Regions from separate parts of the Mus musculus genome. Here all the other regions are linked to region 1. A link is a contact called in public promoter capture Hi-C data. All regions are on one chromosome and are shown on one strand. Each heading gives the region's core, a stretch centred on a gene start, on an enhancer-like site or on the middle of the called end of the contact. The rest is flanking DNA. Distances are from core to core; before and after follow the strand shown.

Region 1 (3,765 bases), core at 742-3,241:
TTTCATCGATTCCCAAACTTGAGCTGAGAGCATATAAACTGGAGTAACCACAGAAACTAGGAAAGCAAAAGGAGGGTCAAGAGAGGTTGTCTTAGAATCCCACTGCTGTGATTGAAACACCACGACCAAAAGCAACTGGAGAGGGAGGGTTTGTTTAAATTTATGAGGGAGGAGTTGGAGGAAGTAAAGGGATGGAGGGAAATGGTATAAGTTTGTTGTGATAAAAAAAATCATGCTTTTGAACTATAAAAAATAATCATTGTTTTAACCTTTTATTTTTTAACAAAACTTTTCTCAAACTGTTGGGAGCAATATCCAGTAAAATCAGGTCTAGTGGATTAGAGCCACCTCCAGGAGCACAGCCAGGAGGGAGAAGCCTGCCCTCTAGGACTCTTACAACACTGGGGCCCAGGAGAGAAGGTTGGTGAAGGCAGAATGGGAGGAGTCAGGTTAGGCAATGTGATTCTCGCGTTCTGACAAGCCTCCAGCTGGGACAGCGAAGGGGTCAAACTAACATTTCTGTAATGACAAGGCCTATGTGTTAGGAAGAAAGGCCAACAAAGATAGCTGCCGCCCAGTGTGTGGAGATGGGCTGGCTAGCTTTCCAGTCTTTATTCACACTGTCTGGGAAGCTTGAGGAGGCTCTCTGAGAAAATTACATTGGAGTTTGAAGTCTGAGTGGACACTAGGCAGGCGCTTGGAGGTCAGAGGTCCCCAAGGGGTCTATTTGTGCAGAGATCTGAGGAAGAAGCTGTATCTAAGGGACGAAAGCATGTGAGACTTAGAGTAGGGTCCCAAACGATGCTCCAAGGCAAGCCAGAGCATGGGCAGAATGATCCTAGAGGCTATACCGATCAATGATGGGGTTTTTTCCTACCTCGTGGAAGGTATTTCATATAGTTGAAGCAGAAGGTTGCGGTTATGTTAAGGGTAGAGACATAGAGAAGAGGCCTACTTAGGAGACAAGGCAAAAAGACAGAGCAAAGCATACAACGGGGTGACTAAAAAGGAACGAGGAAGATGGTATCAGGATGCTTGCTGCAGGAGTACGATTTACCAAGGATGACTTCTCCTTTCTCACAGTAACTGAAATTTTGAGCAACTGTTTTTGTCACTACTTGTTTTAAGCGTGAGAAGTTGGGAATGGCCCTACAAACTCACAGGCGCGCCCTGTAATCTTACCTCTGTTCTCAAAAACAAGAGGTTCGGTATTTGCGAGTGAGTGGGAAAGACATCTGTCTGCAGGTGTATGGCCCGTGTTTTCGCTGTGCTGAAGCGCTTCGAGGGGGCACATCTCGTCACTTTTGGCTTTTCCTCACATCAGACTGACACAAGTCTTCGATTTTCGCAAATCATGACAGTACAATATACAGAACAAAATAAAAACTAAAAATAAAATATGCCTGTACTCTCCCAAAATGGAGTCGGGGACAGCCAGAGGGCAGGTAAGGCAAGGGAGAAAAGAAACCAGGGTAAGGGGAAAAAGAATCTGACATGGGAAACTGTGGGCATACGAAAGCTATGAAGGAACTTAACCCGCCTAGTCCTATCCTCTCAATGAACCACTAGAAGAATCACATCTATTATTATCATTATCATTATTTTAATGTGATATTTATAGATATCTGGGAGGATCCAAACTTGTAAATGGAGCACCTGCAGACAGCCCCTGCTAGCTAGACCAAAACGTCCCTTCTATTTTTCCCCTTGCATTTTTAATACCATCGGAGTTGTAACCGAAATACAATTTTGTCTTGCTTTCGATATTGAGACGATAGTCTCAACCTCATTCTTTAGTATAACGGAAAGACATTTTTGTTGTTGTTGTTTTGTTTTGTTTTGTTTTGTTTAAAAGTGGTTTGCGTAGCGGTTCTGAGTAAAGCTGCACTCCAACCCTCAACTACCAGGGGGTTTGGCTTTGTCAAAGAGTAATTTACCAATCGTGCCTGCGCGTCCTTCCGGGTTTTGCTGGCTCTGCACCAAAAACCCCAGAGCCTTTGTGTACCAGTCCGGGAGCAGAGTAAAGCGCAGAAGTCGGAGCCGAGGGCTGTGTAGAACTCTGGCGCTATGCGGTACCTACCATGGCTGTTGCTGTGGGCATTCCTACAGGTCTGGGGACAATCTGAAGGTGAGTGAGTAAAAGCGCACACAATCTAGAGAAGGGAGGAAGGGAGGGAGAAAGAGGCTGGCTACAAGCTCTGTGCAGTAGTGGGCGGGTGGAGGTGGGCTTCCCGGCTTGCAACAACAGTGGGAGGAGCAATGTATGGCTGCGGCTCAGGGCTTAGCTCAGTTCAGAACTACACTGAGCCTGCCTTTCCTTCCGCAAGCGCAGCTAAAGCTGAGCTTTTTCCTACTGCAGTCTGTCCTCAGACTGAGCCCACTCGCTAAGTTCTTTCCTTTTCCTTTGTTTCCAGCCCAGCAAAAGAATTACACCTTCCGCTGCCTGCAGATGTCTTCCTTTGCAAACAGAAGCTGGTCCCGCACAGACAGCGTGGTCTGGCTGGGGGATCTGCAGACTCACCGTTGGAGTAATGACTCAGCCACCATCAGCTTCACGAAGCCATGGTCCCAGGGCAAGTTGAGTAACCAGCAGTGGGAGAAGTTGCAGCATATGTTTCAAGTCTATCGAGTCAGCTTTACCAGGGACATACAGGAATTAGTCAAAATGATGTCACCTAAAGAAGACTGTGAGTGGAGGGGTTGGAACCCTGAACCCAGTGGGCAGGAGTGATCCAGACCCCAGCTGGATAACTGTGGGCATCGGGCATAGCTTCTCTTCTCTGTCCACCCTTATGGTTTTACTTCTGTCTAAAAGTAACCCTTGTCCCTTCTAAAAATAGCCCATTTCTGCTCTAGGGCACCATGATCATTTTCCTCAACTGGCACTTAACGATAATCTTCATACCAATTCCTTTCTTCCAAATCCCTTAATCATGAACTCTTTGGTCTCTGCCTACTCCTCCTTACAGATCCCATTGAGATCCAGCTGTCTGCGGGCTGTGAAATGTACCCTGGGAATGCTTCGGAAAGCTTTTTACACGTAGCATTTCAAGGAAAATATGTCGTGAGATTCTGGGGAACGTCCTGGCAGACAGTCCCAGGGGCCCCATCTTGGTTAGACTTGCCCATCAAAGTGCTCAACGCTGATCAAGGGACAAGTGCAACCGTGCAGATGCTCCTGAATGACACCTGCCCCCTATTTGTCCGTGGTCTCCTAGAGGCAGGGAAGTCAGACCTAGAGAAGCAAGGTCAGCTGGCTATTTTCACCCTGGCTCTCCACTTGGATCCATCTAGGTTTTTACATCACTGTCAGCTGTAGAGGAAGGGCAAGGACTAGGAAGAGATGAGTAAGGCCTGTGGGGTTTATTTTCTCACTGACAGCCACTCTTGGGTTCTATAAATTGAGTTAAATAAAACTGGGGATGAAAACTGAGCCATGCCATATTTGAGGCAGGCTGTACCAGCTGAAATTCAGATTGTTCCAGAGTACAGAGGAGGGCTACAGGAGACTCAGATCAGGGAGGGGGGTAGAAGTATCAGGGATGGTCTTCCTAGCCAGAGGGAGACAAATGGATTAAACTAATAGGCAACTTCATCTCCAGAGGTGGACCTGTGGGAAGCATGAACTTGATTGGAGACCTGGAGCCCCTAATATAAAATGTCTTGCTTTAAATTTTTTTTCTTATTCTCTTGATGAGTACAGAGAAGCCAGTGGCCTGGTTGTCCAGTGTCCCCAGCTCTGCACATGGCCATAGGCAGCTGGTG
Region 2 (3,765 bases), core at 386-2,885, 2.7 Mb after region 1:
TTGGAAGCACAGTCTGTACATGTCACTCTCCTAGTTCCCTGACCACCCATCGGTGAATCAGTTTCCTTTGTCATGTTCCCATCATCATGTCTCTGAAACAGAACCAAGAGAAACCTTTCCTCATTTTAAAATGATTATTTTAAGCATCTTGATATCGTGATAGAAAACTGACTGACACCTGAGGACAGATGTAATTAGTGAAGTGCAGTAATTCTGGAGTATGGTGGGCCCCTAACCTAATATGGCTAGCGTTTTACAAAAAGAGGCGGACATCTGGTCACGGCGAGCCAGGGAAAATAAGTGCTTACAATGCCGCTAGCCAAGGAACCAGGGGTCCTTCCTGGAGTAAGCTCCTCCCATCACACTGGCTGCAGGCTCCCAGGCTGTGAGGCAATTTATTTCTGTTATTTAATCTCCTCACTTCCAGGTACTTTGTTTTGACAGATGCAACACACCAATACAAACCGTTTTTCTCTACTCTGTATTTACCTTCGCTGTCTAACCACACACCTGCCCAACCTGTCTTGCTTAGCCAGAAGGTCCCAAATACTTTAGAAATCTGTGTGGCTGATTTGTATTCTGTGACCTCGTTCTGAACCCAACTCCTGGCTTCTCTGGGTCCTCTCTCATTTTCTTCTACTTGTCCTGCCACAGGAGGCAGACAGGAGGCTATGACCTCTGTAGGATACCTTTGCCCCACCCCTGTAATGGGCATTTTATTTTAGTCTCTCTCTTGCTGTCTTTGGAGTCTTTCCCCTTCATTTCAAACTCACCTCCACCCCCTTTCTAGGTTGGAGTAGCCTTGTGAAATTATCTTTCTGCGGTGGAAATCTTATTACATCACTTGCCAGCTCCAAATCTCTCAGAGGGTCCCTTTAGTTTCTAGTCAGATGCCAAGGTCCCAGTTTACCTAGGACGACAAGCACGGTGACCTAACTTCTTTGCCATCCACCATAGAGCATCTATCTGTCTTCATTGCTCCTGCTCTGCCCCTAAAGCCACATTCAGGATCAGCTAGTGCCCAGCCTCTTTGTTCTAGAGCCTGCAGAAGCCCAAAATTTAAAAGGCTTGTCCGGGAGGTGGCGGCAGGTGGGGGTTGGAGGTGGGGAGCTGTCTTTGGATTCTAGACTGATTGAAAAGCCCCATCTGTGCTCTCCCCAACCCCACCCTATGTTTCTTTGACTGTAATTTTTCAGGGTTGGGAACTGGTAAGTCTCCCTAGCATAACCAGCCCAACACAGTAGAGCACTTGAGAGGAAGTAGCGACTTCACGCTGTCAAAGGCACTCCAAAGTGAGGAAGGGACGGGGGGGGGGGGGGGGGGGGCGGAGAAACAGCAATTTTGCCCAGCTGTTTGGGAGAATGAAAAATCAATTTGCAAAGACAGCACTTCCTCATCCTTTTCAGCGCTGACTGTATCATAACTGACTCGTGAATTGGAATTAAAGCAAAGCTTTTCCCCTTGTCACGGTCAGCAGTGTGTGCTTTCAATACCGAACGCCCGGCGGTGGAGGCAGGCTGCGTCGAGCTCGCTCAGCCCGGTACAGCTGAAGTCACTTCCCCTGCAGGGACAGAGCGTGCTTTCGTGGGGTGGGCGGGCGGGTGTGTGTGTGTGAGAGAGAGAGAGTTTTCCGCAGTAGACCTGAAAACCCAGCCAGCCGCGGATTGGCGCATCCCGGCTGCGGCCGCCTGAGTCATCCGAATCGTTCTGGAACCGGGCACCAACTTGCGTGTTTGTCCGCGGCTCTTTGTGCGCGGATCAGCTGTACCGTGGGCTCTGGCATCTAATCCAGGATTTGCCTCTGCGCGAGGCTTATGGAAAGCAGATGTCTCGCCGCTCTGGGACTGAGCACAGAATGGAAGTGACCCAGAGAGGAGCTGTTTGGTACAGACGACACGGAGGGAAGGCCCCGGCGCGGCCCGCGAGGCCAGCTCCGCTCCTCGCGTCCGTCCTCTCTGCCGAGCCCGCCGCTCAGATCGTGTCCCGCGAGCGAGCCGTGTGACCGTGAGGCCGCGTGCGGCGGGAGCCGGGATACCGGGGTCCGCGGCCGCCAGAGATCCGGGTGCGAGCAGCAGCCGCGAGGGTCGCGGTAAGTGTCCCTGGGGGTGGGGGCGTGAGGGGCGCGGGCGGTTTTTCGGAGCTGTCAGCCCGCCAGCACTGTTCCCGGAATCTCACGGACCCTCTGCAGACCCTGACCTGCAAGGAACGCTTGCAAAGTCATTTGACCCTGGAGTAGAAAGCGACTCTATAATCTTAAAGCTTGGAAAGGTGTCCTCTTCCCACCCCCACCCCCAACCCCATTTCTTTTTCTTCCAAAAATAAACAAACAAAAAAATGTTCTTTCTCTTTGAAGGAACTACTCAGCTAGATTCCTGTCTATTAGTTTTCACGCTTACCCTCTGGCCAAGCTCACGCTGCACGTCTGGTTTATTAAAAGGTGGAGATGTTGCCTTTCTGGGCTTTTTGATTGATGCTGAAAAATCTGCATGCTGCTGTCAAGATGTAAAGGATTGGGGGTGGGGAGGAAGCTTGTCCCAAAAATGCTTGTCAGATGCAAAGCATTCCGCGAACCCCAGACATTTCCCCATTTGTAATCTAATCGATTCCAGGGAGCAACTGACTTATTTTCTGCAACTCCTTAATCGAATTAGGGCACAGATAGCGTTAGATTCAAATACTTTTTAATTCTAGTGTGTGTGTGGGGGGGAGGGGGAACGGGACACGTATTTATTTATTTTGAGGTTCTGGGGAATTAATGCTCGGCTGAACTGATAAGTTACGGCCCCACCTCTCAAATGCTTTTTAGATAGTACATTTAACAGCATTTGAAGTTCTGAGAGTCTAAAGATTAGGCTACACGCTAGGATATACATGAGAGGTTGTTCTTGTGACAGTTTGCATATCTATGCCCGCCCCCCCCCCCGCGCCCGCTCAGGGTTGGTTGGTTTGTTTTTCCTTCTAAGATGGAGCTTAACCTTCACATCTGTATTCTTGAAATATAGTTATAAGCTCAGTACAGCATAACAAGTACTTCCAGATTCCTTCCTGGGGGCGGGAGTTACTGTGCTGGATTTTATATGACCTCCAGTTTCAGATTTCCACTCCATTTCACCCTTAACAGAGCCAGCATGGGCGCTTCAACTCCAAGCAACAGAAGAGCAGGAGTGATTCAGAGCACTTGGCCCACCACGGCCTTGAACCAAGACAGAAAGCATTTTATAGACTTTTTATGATATGCACTACATTCCCGTCCTGTTCAAACATAGGCTCATATAATGATTAAAGATCAATTAAAGAGAAGCAGGCCCTGCCTCCCTTCTCCCTTGGGTAAATACGGTCTCCCCTTTCTTCCCTCCCTCATTTGCAGAATTCTATTTCACTCAGTTACCATGACCTCATTTTGGATTGCGGCATACATGGGGCCATCAACTGTCATTATCAATGTTTGTTTCAGTGAAAATGTGCCCTGTCAGTATCTTCTGAGAACGTTTACTCAAACCTTACCTTTATTTTCCTAGAAAACTCTCCATGTATATAAATTGTACTGTGTCAAAAAAAACAAACATGGCATCCATACCTTTAATTATTCTTATATCATCCCGTTACTGGTGGCTTGTGTGGATTATTATTTGGTGAGATTGTAGTTTCTATTTTATACTGAAATACAGGTAGAGAGAACTTCTCATAGGACACTAAATATAAATAAATGGGTTTGAAAGTATGGCCATTAACATGGAATGCTCTGGCCTTTTCTTTAGTCTATTG
Region 3 (3,765 bases), core at 646-3,145, 2.4 Mb after region 1:
GAAGACAGGAAGAAAAAAGAAGGAAGAAAAAAGAAGGAAAGGAAAATAAATTTTCATTTAAGTAGAAATAGGTTTAAACGTTTGGTATAAAAAATTGATCTCAAGTAACACACACACACACACACACACACACACACACACACGAGTGAAAAATTTCCCCAAATCCAAAGAACACAAGCCTCTGCTTCCTTCAGTCCAAATGATGTACAGAAGTATTTTGCAATTCTTCATCACCAACAGAAGCAGATTTCAGTGTTTCTAAAGGTGGGCCTACATTTGCATTTCTCTTGGGGCAAAAGAAATCTTGGGAGAAATAAATTAATCCCATCATAGTCTTGCTCACCACAATATTATGGATAAGGATAATCATGCAGAATACCAGAACCTCACTGGACTGATCGATCAGTTACTTAAAATAGACAACTAATAGCATCTTTATCAAAGAAAATTAGCATTAGTTCCAAGTCCATCAGAACCATCATAAAAACTATCAGCAATTCCTAGAGAAAGTATACAACTTAAGAACAAATAGATAATAAAAGAAGCCAAGTATCCCCAAATTTAAAGAAACACCACCAGGCATCCTCAAGGAGACACCCAGTTTTGTTATGTACTAGCTGTCCACACCATTCATACACAACCGGGCATTGCAAGACATGTTTTCCAAGTCACCCTTCAGAAGCCCTGTACATGATGACACTTGCACTTAGCTACAAGTCTTATTCAGTTCTTACAGAACGAGAGCAAGAGTTACACTAGACAGGGGCCCCTTTCTAATAATGGAGAAGACTAATGGGTTTCAACTCAAGAGGATGGTTTTGAGTAGGAAAATTCACAATACATTGCAGAATAATTACAGTTTGAGAGAATTGGTACCCACCCACCACTCCCTTTATAGCTCAATTTCAGAACAGAAAAGCCCTTTATACAAGATTTATGTTTGGGCATGTCAGCACTGTTTTTGTTGATGTTTTGTTTGAGTTGATGTGCTAGCAATCTAAGACAATACCGTTATTTAGGTTTGAAATATGTGTAGTGCATTATGTAAATGTATGTAGTGTTACTATTAACCAGACTGAGGAAGACACAGTACAAGGATATTTAAACTCATTATCTAACACCGCTGGGAATAGGGAAGATTCTCGCAGGTACCCCCAAAGTCTGGTAGGAAACGACCAAGAAGAGCTCTGGGAGAAGGGACAGTTGAACTGTTTCTGTGGACGGGGCGTCAGCGATCTACTTAAGAGGGGATGAGCAAGAAGGCAGAGTTCGGTTGCCGGCAAAAGAGGAGCAGCGAAGAAAAGTACTATGAGCCCACTGTCAGAGAGCAAGCACAGAAACAGAGCTACCACCGCACGTTCACGGTTGCCGGTCTTGGTGCACAGACTGGTAAGAGTGCGGTGATCGCGGAGAGCTAGCGAGAAACCTAAGAAAGCGAGGGCCGGGCTTCCGTGCTGCCAGCGCCGGTACACTCATCTTCGCTCCATCCCTTCCGCATCCCGTTCTTCTCTCCGGTGGTTGACAAACTTTCGGCTCCGCGGTGGTGAGCTACGGCCACCTCCACCCTCCAGACACGGAGTACGCGTGTGGGAAAAGGGTAGAGGATGTCTGGCTGGAGGGCTGCACTTCGCAAACTATGGACTGTTCCTCTACGCTGCAACCCGGTTACCCCGGCAACGGTCCGTGCGGATTCCCGGATGTAGTTCACAGGGCCGCGGCCCGGGGCGGAGTCGGGAGGACCCAGCCCCCTGGGAGACGCGCGCGCACCATAGAGACGTGGCGGGGCCCGGGCTTGGCTTCTAGAGAGAGGCTGTCCGGGGCCTAAGACCCCGCACTTCCGGTCTGCTCGCTTCCGGCTTCGCGGGTAGGGTGCAAGCGCCGGAGACCGGGTTGAGAGGTCGCGGGTGCAAGTGTCCTCGGCGGTTGGTTGCCCGGAGCCTGTGACAGCTGTAGCTGCTCCCCGCCCCCGAGGCGTGGGGGAGGAGACGAAGGAAAAGCTCCCGGTTGCGCTTCCGGTCCCTTCTCCCTCTGGCCGACGTGATTCCCGAGGGCTGCGACCGGGAGAGCCCGCGACGGAGCGCTGCCGGCTTCCCCGCTGACAGACAGGTGAGGGCGGAGCCGCGGCGGAAAGGAAGGGGTTGGGGTGGCGTGCTTCCCGACAGATGGATGTGTCGCCTGCGGCTACTCTCATCAAACTTGCTCCTGGGCACTTCCATCCCTGGGAGCAGCCAAGTCCGCCCCTTGGTCCCTCCTGTCCCTCTGAGTCTGAGTGTGTTCTGGAGTGAAGGGGGGCAGCACTGGCCCCTGGGGCGGCTCCGCTCGGCAGTGGGAAGAGTTGGCAGGGTCTGGGGCTTTCTGGACTCTGTCCGAGTGGGCCGCCTTTCCCCCTGCTCTTCCCTGAGTGTCCTGCTTCCTCTCTCCTGCTGTGAGAGGAAGGGAGGTAGCAATCTCTTGGAGAGATTGCCTGACACCGGTGCCGAGGGAGGCGCCCTGCCTGAAATGTCCCAAGCCTGAGGGCGTCCAAGGAATGCTGGAGTTTGGAGGAGGAAATTGTGGCCCTGCCTTCTGGTGCGTTCCTTATTGCCAAGTTAACTACTCTTTACGTGTCTAGGAAAGGAAGCGTCTCTCTCTCTCTCTCTCTCTCTCTCTCTCTCTCTCTCTCTCTCTCTCTGTGTGTGTGTGTGTGTGTGTGTTAAGTGCTTAGATTCTAGACTTTCTCCCCTGTTATTGCTTCCTTGGCTTTGTTCTTGTTTTCCTCTTGAACCCTCTGATCTCAAAAAGTTTATATTTTACACTTCCTGCAGATCCTTTAAGTCACCCTTTCAGGATTTCTGTGCGTCCCTCCTTTATTTTTTCCTGAACTATCCTTTCTTGGTTCTTATCTGATCAGGGGGGCGGAGGACGAATGAAAAAATCGCAGGGCTTTTCATCAACGTGTTGCTTTCACAACTGCGAAGGTGTGTTCACACTTGCCATTTGATTAACTTGATTGCTAAAGAAAGGTGCACCAGATTGATGGCGGTTGGTCAGTTCTCTGGAGGCTGCAGGAATGGCTTGTATTTCATTGCTGCTCTTTCAGAGCAAGCGTTGCAGCAATGTACACTTTTCTTGTATTTGTTCTATTTTTATTTGCTTTTAATTTTCGTTTTTGTTTTTCTTGTTCACCGTGACCAACGCTTCCTTCTAACTCCAAAGTTTAACAGTATATAGGAAAACAGCATATTTCCACTATGATTTTCTGAATAAAAGGCTTTGCCTGAGCTATTTTGTTTCCTGCTTGACAAGATGTTACTTTTCTTGGATTATGCTTGCTTTAATCCTGGGTTGGGGTCTCAGTCCAGGAATCAGGGGTTTTTCTATCTCTACCCTGAAATGATGTGCAAAGTTTGTATGTGTGTGTTCTGGGGAAATGCATTCTTCTTATCAAATTCTTAAAAGACGTGGAATGTGCAGCATGATTAAGAAGTACTGGTCTAGTGTCTTGTTGAAGCTAAAGGAAACAGTTTATTCACGGAGCTGCTGTTTCCCCAAGTTACACATGGTTTACTCGGGTGTTATGCAGAGCAGAGTGCAGGGATTTCAGCCTGGTCCTGAAATCTCACTACTTCAAAACTGCCGCATTTCTACATTCCTTTCTGGACCTATAGAAGGAACCAAGTTAGTTCCTGGTTGGTGGTTTTGAGGTTTCTTTTTAGGGAAAGCTGGCTGTGCCCATTGCTTTGCCAATACAGAGAATTTCTAAGCTGGTGTGTTTATTACTATTTA

Evidence for each region. Promoter capture Hi-C pulls out the DNA fragments that hold promoters and counts their contacts.
Region 2: a contact with region 1 is called in a promoter capture Hi-C map of liver, with 4 times the contacts expected there. The contact joins the promoter of Trim2 here to the promoter of Cd1d1 in region 1. A contact is called at or near these places in 2 of 39 promoter capture datasets (liver and pre-B cells).
Region 3: a promoter capture Hi-C map of pre-B cells shows a contact between it and region 1, with 4 times the contacts expected there. The contact joins the promoter of Arfip1 here to the promoter of Cd1d1 in region 1. A contact is called at or near these places in 2 of 39 promoter capture datasets (liver and pre-B cells).

Annotation. Positions count from the first base shown.
Region 1 is chr3:86,997,555-87,001,319 of GRCm38.p6, reverse strand. It overlaps Cd1d1 (CD1d1 antigen), which reads left to right and starts at 1,991. Exons shown (of 6, transcript NM_007639.4): 1 at 1,991-2,128; 2 at 2,415-2,687; 3 at 2,970-3,248; 4 at 3,704-3,765. The coding sequence starts at 2,068.
Region 2 is chr3:84,257,649-84,261,413 of GRCm38.p6, reverse strand. Trim2 (tripartite motif-containing 2) reads left to right here and starts at 1,635. Exons shown (of 12, transcript NM_001271727.1): 1 at 1,635-2,089. It overlaps Gm40078 (a long non-coding RNA gene), which reads right to left. Exons shown (of 3, transcript XR_867391.3): 3 at 3,190-3,765.
Region 3 is chr3:84,580,755-84,584,519 of GRCm38.p6, reverse strand. It overlaps Arfip1 (ADP-ribosylation factor interacting protein 1), which reads left to right and starts at 1,895. Exons shown (of 9, transcript NM_001081093.2): 1 at 1,895-2,106. It overlaps Gm35410 (predicted gene, 35410), which reads right to left and starts at 2,105. Exons shown (of 1, transcript NR_164319.1): 1 at 1-2,105.